Linked DNA regions of Gossypium arboreum: region 1 is linked to region 2. Evidence: chromatin contacts called from public Hi-C data. All regions are on one chromosome and are shown on one strand. The core of a region is the stretch at or near the end of the contact, and the rest is flanking DNA. Distances in the headings are between cores, read along the strand shown.

Region 1 (6,376 bases), core at 3,441-5,940, 470 kb after region 2:
TTCTTCCCTCTTTTTTTCTTTTCTTGTTCTTTTTTTCCTTGCTAGCCAAATAAGCTTTCACCAGTCCTCTTTTTCTTTTTGTTTTGCATCATCGTACTTTTTAATTCTTTGAAAAAGAAAAAAAACCCTCTTCAATAACTGAAAAATCAAGAGAAATTATGAATGAGATGGAAAAGAACAAGCCCTTCTAGGAAGCTTGTTTGGCTTCTTAGAAAATTTGGGTTTTCTTCCTTCTTTTTTTCTTTTCTCCTTTTTTTTTTTCCTTCCTAGCCAAACAGGCTTTCACTAGTCCTCTTTTTATTTTTGTTATGCAATTAATAATGTTTGCTGCAAATTTGCAATGGAGAGCCCATTAATAATAAGTAGTTGCCCACCAATAAATATTTTTGGCATTTTATGATATGGAGTCAAATTAAGAATAATTGCAACAAAAATGCAGTAAATTTTAGCTTTACATTTTATATATGATATCCAAAATTGTAGTTTTTTATATAATGGTGTGTGATTAATATGAATATAATTACACAAAAAAAAGGGAGGAAGAAGAAAGAAGAAAAAAAAGAAACAACAGGAAAAAAAAAGCAAAAAAGGAAACTAATTACACAACAAAAATTGGGGGAAAAAAGTCAAAAAGAAAAAAATAATTTTATTTTTTATTTTTTTAGATTATGAGATCATTATAATGTCATTTATGTTAGGTGTCACAATCTTATTCCGCCACTTGTCTTGAACTTAACAGGCTCGAGTACCAATTTAATTGACGAAAAAAATTCAATTACCAATAAGAGACAAGAAAAACCATTAAGTATCAATTTAAGAGAAGTTGAGAAGTTCATATACCAATTTTATATTTAACCTTTTTTTAATTAATCATTTATGTTATCATTCATTTGTTTCTAAGTATTTTATATTTAAAAAATTCATTGCGTAAAAATATATAACACTATGGAATTATTAAATTTATGTGATATAATTTTTTTTTCAGTTGTTCTTAATAAAATAACCCGTATAAAGCTCGGGTTGAAAACTAGAAACAATTGGCATTTATTTTCTTGTTTGCTCGTTAACCATCAGTGTTGGTATATTTTAGTATGAGTGGCACAGCCAGAAAACATGTTTTAAGTTTTAACTCCCTCTTTTTTCTTTTTCTTTTTTCTTTTTTTCCTATAAAAATAGTTGTAGAACGGTTCTCACACTAGGATTGACAATTGCACCGATGGTTATTACTGTGACAAATTGATCAATCACCATTGATGGTAAAACATTTATGTTTGAGATGGCTACACAGGATATATTGTTTCTATTGGCTTTTTACATTTATTAGCAACAATGGGTAAGAATCAATTTGATGATTGCTTTGCTTTCCCTTGGTCCTTCCTATATTCATACATCAGCTCAGCCCATGGTCTTTGGGGGAAGCATTTAAAGTTGTTGAGCTGTCTAGACTTTTGGTCTGGGGAACAGATGGCGACCTCAACTAGGGACCTATCCTCAAAATTTGTCCATGGAAATTCATAGCGTACAAAATAATGTAAGAAAGAACTATGAGGGAATAATGTAACAAGTTCAAGGAAGATAAAAATACTAGAAAAGGTTTGAAGGAATCAATTTGCTCATATAAACATGAAAGAAAATATTCAGACAATTGAACCATCAAAGGGCATATAAAAGCATCTAAGGTATTTTGAACAACGTATAGTTCTTAAACAGAAACCTGTCTATTGCTGAACCTATACTTTTTTCATCCAACTTACCAAATCTATTATGCGTATGCCCTGTTAGCTTTGCCTTCCAATTTAGGGTTTACCTGAAAAGCAAAACAAATAACCATAAACGGAAATATTGGGTGCATAATTTAAGGCGCATATAATTGCCTCTGAGGATGGACTCCGGTATGGGTATGGTAAAGGTTGAGTTGATAAATGGCCCTGGACACCAAGTCTTTCAAATCAGGATGTTGTGCAAACATTGTTCGATCTGCCCCTTCAATGGCAGTCAAGACCCTAGCTTGTTCCAAAGCTTTATGATCACCGGCATGAATGGCAAGGTAGCAAAGCAGTACCACAGCATGCAGTTGTGTCTTCTCGCCACATGTAAGCAATCTCATCAAAGGTGGAACACCATTAAACTCGATTATCGACTTGCAATGGTCCATACTGAGAAAATTGTCTGGAGAAGCAAATTTTCCCAATGCAATGGCAGCTTCCATTGCCACTTCTTGATTGTTGTTACCAAGCTGTGTCACCAAAGGACAAATCACTCGAGTCTCCCGAGCTGGAAAAGTTCTCGCCAGAGAACCAATTGATCTGATTGCCGGAATTTGCAATGTAGGGCTATCCAGTTCCTTGATCACCCTCAAAAGCTGATCAATAACAGCCTTAGCAGCAGATGAATTCATCTTGAAAGCCGCGCGTCTAAGATCAGAATGCCATTCAGCAGCCGCTGTAATCTCCATTATTGTCATCAAAGAATTATACTGTAGCTCACCTTGTTCTTTCTCCACCAACTTAGCCAAGCAAAGTAATCCTTTTGTCTCTGTTATCCTCCTACTATTTGAAGCACTCCCTTTAGCCAGCATCCATAAAGCTTCAGCACAGTTGATTTTCAACTGAATTTTCACTTCAGGGTTCTCATTTTCCCTTTCTTTCCTATAGTTTCCTCCCCTAGTACTACCATCCACGTGTAAATTTGAGTATGAATTAGCATAGGGTCCATAACTATAATTCCTTGAATTCGATGAAGTCCAAGAATTTTTCTCCATTTCTTTATTAATTTGAACTATGGAATGGATGCTTTGCTTACCCAAACGAGTACCAGAATCGTCCACGAATGTCTCAAACGACAACAAAGTGACCAACGGCCTAATCACATTCTCTCTGGCGAAATCCTCTTGAGCCACCGGATCATACTCCGCCATTCTCGCTATCAATTTCGCTACGGGGATTTGAACCTTCATCGGAGAATCTCGCAACACTTGAACCACAATTGGGACCCCCATTTCTTCAACAATACTGCGAACTCTTTCCGGTTCGTTTGCCAAAACAAGAAGGGCATTAGCCGCGGCGATTTGCGCTTCCATTGAGGAGCTTTCTTTAAGAAGTTTCAGCAAAGGAGGGACGCCGCCTTCTTCAACGGCTATCTTTTTGTTTCGGTCGTTGTCTTGAGCGAGGGAAGCGAGGTTGTTGGCGGCTTCGATTCGGTCGGTTAATTGGCCCATTTGGACGGTTGCGATGCAAGACCAAACCCAGGAGATAATGGGGTCGTTGCTAGCGATTGGAGGGAGGGAAAGGAAGGTTCCGCTAGCAGAGCCGTTGTTTTCGGCGTCAAGGACTCCCATGAGCCACTTCATGTCGCCGACGGAAGCGTCCAGAAGGTTCAGCACTTTGCGGAAATCAGCGGCGCTGGTGATTCTCACCACAAGGCTCAAGATGCTATGGCGCTTACACTTCCGGACTAAAGTGAGGGCCCGCTCTAGGTTTTTGGAAACCTCGGCGATTACCCGGCGAATCGGGCGTTCATAGAGGGATTGAACCGAGGTGGTGAAGCGGACAAGGGTTCGAAGCATTTGGGAAAGCCGATCCACTTGCTTCCCAACCTCCCAGCAGTCGGCTTTAAAGGACTCGGCCTCGTCGGCGGCGGAGCGAACTCGTTCTGCAAGCAATATCGGATAGGAAAGGTCGTCCTCGATTCTCTTTTCCCCCACCGAACCCATCAACACGTTGCCTCTTTTACTATAAAAATTCGTGCCTTTTTCGGGGATGAGTGAAGTGAAGAGTCAGATTTTGAGAATCTCAATCTAGTCTACTGTTCTGTTTGCTCATTCATTCTTCGCATGTTTGTTTTGTGTAGTCAGCAGCAGAGCTGAGCTCAGGCTTCTTTTAATAATTTATTTTCATTATAATTTTTTAAGAGAGGAGATGAATTAATTGGCTATTTTTTATTTGAAAAATGATTTATGTTTTCATGTCATATGGAGTACAAAATTATAGGAAAATGATCCTTTTTTTATTTTTTCTGATGTGAAAAAAAAAAAGAAACTGGCAAAAATGGCAATTAAGGTTCTTCTTCTTTAGAAAAACATATTTGGCATCTATGTTTAATGAAGAGGTTTGATTTACTTTTCATTATAAGGATGCGGAATATAATCTGTACCTATACAGTATCTTAACATCCTAAGCATAAAAAAAAATTCTCCCTCTCTCGACACTTGCCGACTCTAGGGTTTCCCAAGCTGTTTTGGCTCTTTGCATGGGCAATGTTTGGCCTCTTGTCTGATTAAACTAGGGTTTTTTCTCCCCATATCTAGCTTAATCTTCTTACAGTATTTTTTAATTGTTTCCTATTTTTGGGGGATCTTTGGTTTACACCTTTTGATTGTCTGTTTCAGGGGAGTTAAGGGCGTGGTTGGACTTGGAAAGTGGTTCGACTCTTTCTTGAATGAGGGAAGCTTCTATCTTGTTGCTCGAGTCCTTTTGATCATTTCAGTGCTCGTGGTTTGGAGAGGTTCTTAGGAGGTGCTAGAGTGGTCAAATCCACGATTTTGGGATGTCGTAGGACGGTTGTTTTAGCTTCGCGACAGCGCCTCTGATTCGTTTCTAGGTTGATGATGTTGGCACTACGTTATTTTCTCAAGTCTCACATATTTTTGTAAGAGCTTCATCTTCCAATGCCTTGATTTTTTTCCTAAGACTGTTAGCAATTTAAATAGGAAAATTGAAATAAGAAAAATAAGGTAATGTTACAAAAATGTTAAAATTTTAAAAATATAGTAAGAGTTAGATTGTATTTTGTTTATTTTTTATTTTTTATTTTTTCTGTTAAAAGTTTTATAATTATCTACTATTAAAATTTATATAACTAATTTTAACATATAGGGGTAATTTTAACAATAAAATAGATGAAACTTTAAAAAAATGATCATTGCTCTTTAATCTAACATATAAAGACTAATTTTTATTTTTTGAGTAAAGGATAACGATTACATATAATTATGTCACGTATACATTATTCTAATATATAAAGATCACTTTTTAACAATAGAATTTTACAAAATTTTTACAGAATGATCAATTTAATATTTAATCTAACATAAGGGATTAATTTAACCATTTTAATAAATTGACAAATTTACAATCTACTTACATTACAATGATTTCCTTGTAACTTTTACCTTTAATTAAGCTATTAACTTGTGAGAATTTCACAGAACAAGAGTAGGTTTGCTAATTGACATTTTAACAGCCCAAAAAATTTTTTATAAGACATCTAACATTGTTTAGTGAAATTTCTAAGAAATTTGAAAAATGAGTTAAATGGAAAAATTTTATGAAAATAAAAATTGATATAGAGATGAAAATTCATGAAAAAAATATGAATATAAAAATGTGGCAAAAAAGACCAAATTTAGTTACTAAAAACAACTTGACTAAAAAATGAAAATGAATTGCTTTGTTATTTTATTTCTTTCACCCGCACAACGGGTATACCATAGCACCAATATATATATATATATATATATATATATATATATATATATTTTGTATTGAAGTTATTTTTTTTAACACACTTTAAATGTTAATTAACTACAATCGAACCAATTATTCAGAGTGAAATATTACATTAGGATTCAACCCGAGTTAATTATATCACAAATGTTCAAGGGCGGTTAAAAAATGAGGACAAACAAATCCAGATGTTCATACTTATCTAATAACGTGAGGCCAATCAATGGCTCAATTGTTTGTAGTTTGCTAAACATTTTGCAGACTGCAGATATGAAATCAAAGCTTCGCAATTATCACATTTTGGATAGGCTTTGTTGCAATGTCGTTGTCCTTGAGCTCCAGATCGGTCGTGCTAGGAGGAACATCGACCGCAGGGGAGCAGTTAAAGAAACCATGTGGCTGCATTGCAGATACCAATGGTTAACTTCTAACATCATGCTTCTGTCAACCAAGCTGTAAACTTACTATATTGTGTCCAACTTAAAAGAAGAATTTCCGCATAGCATTTTCAATTGCAAGCGCAAATCCACACCATAAGCATTCTGACAATGCAGCGCAAGAGCGGGACCCTAATGACTCACACGTTGTCTCCTTGACGAGGTGAGTCATTCCCTTCCTACTTACTAACGCTGCTAAAGAGAAAAGTGAACTGAACAGGCTTGAAATGCATGATCCGGACTTGCGCTCCTCTTCTAAGAGTTGGGATGCATACGAAAGCACAAATACTAGAATTTTGAGCAGGCTGTCTACGTCAAGCATTTTGTTTAACATGCAAGCCTACCACGATAGCGATTTGTGTCTAAAAGGGACAATGTGTAGACAACATCTTCAAACTACATAAGACGATGGACAACTTTTCGAGTCCAAAATAA
Region 2 (5,696 bases), core at 2,213-4,712:
AGTTCCTTTGAATAATTAACAAATAAGGACGCATTCATAAAAAATAGGATCAAACCCCATTGCATATTGATACTTTTGGGTATAAAATAGATCTGCTTCTTTTTTGTTTCTTTTGAGCCAAATTCTCCCTTAATTACTAATGTACTTGAACAAATATGAATCCTTTCTCTGATAGAATCCATCGAAAAAGAGAGTATCCCAATGCAATAAAGTTACATAGTGTATTTTTCATTGATAAAAGGAGTATTTCCATGAGTTCACCTTGGTATCTGTTCATACTGGTATATTGAATGATCCAAGCCACTAACTCTATATTCATATAATGCATACGACTCTAGTTGCTGGTTGGGCTAGTTAAATGGCTCTATTTGAATTAGCCATTTTTATCCCTCGAGTCCCGTTGTTGATCCAATGTACAGACAATGTATGTTCATTATACCCTTCCTAACAAGTTTACGAATAACCAATTTATGGGGTGGTTGGAATATTATAAGGGAGACTATAACAATTCTGAGTACTGAAGTTACAAAATGTGGCCAGAACACATATTGTGCGTTCTAGCTTCTGCTTATTGGCAGCTATCTAAAATTGGGATCTAGAGATTTTATGATAAATGCACACGAAAACCTTCTTCGGATTTTCTCAAGAGTTTTGGAATTCATTTATTTCTCTCAAGAGTAACTTGCTTTAACTTTGACACATTTCATGTAACAGGATTGTATGGTTCTAGAACATGAGTGTCAAACTTTTATGGACTAACTAACAAGGTCCACGCTATAAATCCAGCGTAGTACATGAAAGGTTTTGTTCCTTTTGTTCTAGGAGAAGGCTCATCATATTGCAATAGGAACATTGAGCATATTAGCAAGGTTATCCCATCTTAGTATCCGCTCGCCCAAACATTTATATAAAAGATTACATATGGGAAAAATTGAAATCGCCCTTTCCAGTAGTATAGCTGCTATTTTTGTTGCAGGTTTTGTTGTTACTAAATCTTTGTTACAGCTTTTGTTGTTACCCAAACTATGTGGTACGGTTTAGCAACTACCCCATCTAATTATTTGATCCTACTCACTATCAACAGGATCAAGGATTAGGATCAAGGATACTTCCAGCAAGAATCTTAGAATATGACATCTTAGGATAACTTGTAATCTGATTCTTAGCTTCCCATTTGTCATATATGTTCAACAATGTTCAACAAAGGCGTTACTTTGTGAAGTTCACCAGATTCAAGTTCGCCTATGGTAAAAGAGTAGAAGGTACACTAGTTTAGTCAAGCCCACTAAGTGCACATGCCTCACTAAGAGATCAGCTCCGCTGAAAGACGTGTTGGGGTGGGCAGTGTAGGTACAATAGACATCTATATATGTACGGTTTTAAATATTATTTATATTATTTCTCATATTTAATAAGAAAAAACATTAACGGTTTTTTACAAAGTAGAATACAATAATAATGTTATTATTTAACCTCATGGTTGCCTAAGGAAGCCCCACCTTCATATAAAATTTAGGTCAAGAGTGCAAATTCGTTTCCTCCAATATAAGTATTGAAACATTCAAAGATGAAATCTTTGGTTATCATCATCCTTTTCGTTGGTCAAGGCAAAAATAACAAAAACCCAATTTGAATGTTTACTAAAAGATCAATGACACTAGAACCAGAAAACAAAAAGGAGACAACACCATAATATATTAATAATTTTCTTGTCACTCGTCAAGCATTTAACAAGAGAACCGAAAGTAACAGGCAATTACAGGATTAGATGAGAAAGTTCAATAAACAGTGTAGGTATACTCATCGGGAGGAAGGCAAAGCACGCCAATTATCAGTAAGAAGCAGGGCACGGTCACGAGAAGTTGCCGAGAGTTGCTGAAGAACTGCATTTTTGACATGAGTTGCAGCAGTTTCACCAGAACGTGTAGCAAGTTCAAGATACACAATAGCTTTCAGCAATTCCCCTTCCTGCCCAAATATTATCATCACAGCCATATCAGCTTATAAATATAATAGTGGTATAGGCACACAATTTTGCCATTGAGAAGGTAGAAATAATCAGAATCACACCAACAAAAAATGAAAAACTTGAACCAGAAGCAAGTCTGCATACGAGCAAAAAAGGGAAGAAAAAGAAGGGTTCTGTTTTCCCCCCTCAATCATATTTCCCCATTCTACTTCAACGTGACATAAGCAGAAAATCACATTCCTTTCATCAAATATCAAAGAGAACTACTTTTTGCTATTAAAAGACACTCAGTATCTCACACACGTTTCTATTATTCTCTATATTTTTAAACAAAGAAAAAAGAAAGTGACATACGGAAAATAGAGCAAGTCCATGTTCAAATTGAGCTTTGCCATGGCCACGATCAGCTGCTCTCTTCATCCACTTCCTCGCTTGTCTACGACTATGTGATAAACCTTCCCCAAATGTATAACAAAGGGAAGCATTATACATTGCACGCACGTATCCACCTTCAGCAGCCTTTAGATACCATCTAGCCTGATAAACAACAGTAACCAACAAAATAAATCCTATCATCCAAGTTTTCTCAAATACAACACGCTCGATTTATGAATATAATTAAAACCGGTAAGCAAAGAACCCCCTACTGCTTCCTGAAGATTTTGTTCCACCCCAAGACCTTGATGTAGGCAAAGGGCCAGCTGGTATTGAGCTCGAACATGGCCCCCAATTGATGCTTGATGCAACCATTTTACAGCTTCCTTATGATTTTGAGGTTGTGCTGGATATCGTTAAAAAGAATTCAAACTGTATGGCATTAAATTATAAGCTAGGATTTGAGAAAAAGTTGATGAAATTCGATTAAGAAAAAAAAAGAGAAAATACCGTGCAAGTATGAAATTCCGAGATTGCACTGGCCAGCAGCGTCACCAAGGGCAGCAGCTTTTTGATAAAGAGCAATCGCCTCTTCCTTCTGACCCCTTTCCCAGTAAACAAGCCCCGCATCGACCATGGCAAGCGTGGAGCCACGCGCAGAGCCTTTCAGAAAAGAGACGAGAGCTTTCTCCAAATTGCGCCCAACACCGCCTCGACCGTGCTTGAACTGCTTCCCCTGACGCAGTAGTACCATGGCTTCCCTCAAAGCCCGAAGCGCGTCGCCCCACGACCTACACACCAGAGACGCCGCTAGAAGATTCGGGAAATTAAACGGCGCCGCGATTTTCGTTAATATGTCGAAAGGGAGAGCTGAAAAATCGGGATAGTTGGTCGGAGATGATGACGATTCTGAACTGACCTTGGACCAGCATGAAGATTTGGGCTTTGCATCTCTACCGTCGGGTTTGGAAAACGGAAACGCAATGAACCAGGAGGCGTCCGATCGGTCTAGCAATGTTTTTTGGTTCATGTTGCTGCTTTACTTTCCTAAGTTCGCATGGAGAAAGCGTCAGGGGAAGCATTTATTTATTTATTCTTTAAGAAAGAACTATGGGAGCAAGTGCTTGTAGAATGACGTGACCTCTATATTTAATTTGGAACACAGTTACTCGACACGTGGTACTTTAATTATAGTTCACATGACCGGAAAATATATTTGAAGGGTTTAAATATGTGAAAGGACCCTGAATTCTAGAATTTAAAATTTAAGTCCTTACTTTAATTTTGAGACATTAAATCTCTATGCTTTTGTTTAAGCTCAATAGTGTAAAAAGCTCACATTTTTTTTCAAAAAAAGTAATTAAATCCTTTTTTCACTCAATTAGATACTTGAATTTTTAAAATACATCAAAAAGACTCTAATACTTTAAAAAAAAAAGTAATTAAGCCTTTATTTTTTTTACTCAATTTGGTATTTGAACTGTCAAAATATATTAAAAAGGCACTCAAACATTTTTAAAAAAGCAATTAAGTCCCTACTTTTTTTTCACTCAATTGCCAAAATGCATCCAAAAGACTATTTGATCGTTAAAGCTAACTGTCCTTATTTTTTTTAATTAAAATCACCACATATCACAGCCATAGCATGCATGTGGCAAAAAATGATAAAAAATAAAAATTATAAAATATATTAAATTTTAATAAAAATATAAGAAATATTTAATTTTTATTAAAATTAGGAAAAATATTATAAATTATATAGAAATATAGAAAAAATATATAGAAATTTTATAAAATCAAGAAAATGATAAAAATGTAAAAAATATAAAATTCATAAAAGAATTATAAAAATCATCATACCAAAAGAAGCATTTTGTAATTTTTTATAACTTTTATTGATTTTTATTTTATCATTTTTGACACATGTCCATTGTGTTGCGACATGCGATGGCTTTAACTAGAAAAAAAAAAGGATCGTTAACTTTAACGGTCAATAGTCAAAGTTAATGGTTAAAGAACATTTTTATGCATTTTTATGATTTTTATAAAATTTTATAATTTTTTACGATGTTTACTTATTTATTTTTAGTAAATTTTAAATATTTTTATATTTTTATTAAAGTTTAATTTTATAACATTTATTGATTTTTATTTTTATAATTTTTTGTCACATATGACATAGTGATTATGACACTGGGTGGTTCTAACTTAAAAACATTAAAGGCGTTAACTTTAACAATTGACTAATAAAGTTTACGGTCAAAAGGTATTTTTATGTATTTTGACAATTGAGTATAAAAAAAATATATACTTAATTGCTTTTTTTGAAAAATTTTGATGGCCTTTTTGATGCATTTTGACAACTCAAGTACTCAATTGAGTACTAAAAAAGAACAATGGCTTGATTAATTTTTTGAAAAAGTTTTAGGGTATTTTTTATGTATTTTGAAAGTTTAAATACTCAATTGAGTGCAAAAAAAAAAAAGAGCTCAATTACTTTTTAAAAAAAGTTTGACAGCTTTTTACATCCTTAAGCCTTTTTTATTTGAAAATCTTGATCCCTTTATGAGTTTTACTATTAGGATAATTGTTAAAAAAAAGAAGAGTAGAATAACTCTTTTAATTATCATTATTTATAATTTTGTGTCAATTTGATATTTACTCTTTAAAAGTTAAAAAAATAATTACAACAAAAAATCTTTTTAAAATTTATTTTTAAATCTTTTAAAAGATTATTTTTTACTTTCAATTAAAATATAAAAATTTGTGAGAAATTTAAAATAATTTAAAATATATGAAAATTTTAAAATTAAAAAATATTATTTTCTTAAATTTGTCCATAAGTCACACCGTGGTCGGGTCAAAAAATTTCAAGTCTAGTCTCGCTTTTGACCCTCTTAAAAATCTCATTTCTTGTTCAAAATTTAATCAAATATTAGTATATATTTTTATATTAATATTATATGTATTGTAGAATTAAATGTAATTTTGTTATGAATATCTTATTAAGTGGATGTCTATCATGATCAATATAAAGTTTTAATATACATGAAATTAGAATTATATATCTACTTCTTTTATACTTATTATGCTTATAAATAGAGACTCTGATGAAGCATTGTAATCATCATTTTGATCAATAAAGTACATTCTCTTTTACTTACATATTTTCTTTGTTTTTTATTCTCTCCATCCTCTTTATTTTATAACATGTTATCAACAGGATGATTCTCTATTTTTTTTTTCTTTTAAAATATTTTGAAATCGTCCCCCAAATCCGATTCCTCTTTCATCTTAAGCTTTCACCCTTACAACTTCATCTTCAAAATGTTGAAGATTCAATCTCATAATG

What was found. A called contact is a pair of places that touch in the nucleus more often than the background predicts.
Region 1: a Hi-C map of leaf shows a contact between it and region 2, with 4 times the contacts expected there. The contact joins the promoter of LOC108450481 here to the promoter of LOC108466458 in region 2. A contact is called at or near these places in 2 of 5 Hi-C or Micro-C datasets (both in leaf).

The regions. Positions count from the first base shown.
Region 1 is chr2:95,822,886-95,829,261 of ASM2569848v2, forward strand. It overlaps LOC108450481 (ARM REPEAT PROTEIN INTERACTING WITH ABF2), which reads right to left and starts at 4,691. Exons shown (of 1, transcript XM_017748129.2): 1 at 1,595-4,691. The coding sequence starts at 3,712. The coding sequence ends at 1,856. LOC108449979 (amine oxidase [copper-containing] zeta, peroxisomal-like) reads right to left here. Exons shown (of 13, transcript XM_017747383.2): 13 at 5,549-5,903. The coding sequence ends at 5,781.
Region 2 is chr2:95,355,151-95,360,846 of ASM2569848v2, forward strand. LOC108466458 (F-box protein At1g70590-like) reads right to left here and starts at 3,463. Exons shown (of 4, transcript XM_017766818.2): 1 at 2,855-3,463; 2 at 2,617-2,750; 3 at 2,324-2,506; 4 at 1,637-1,968. The coding sequence starts at 3,374. The coding sequence ends at 1,801.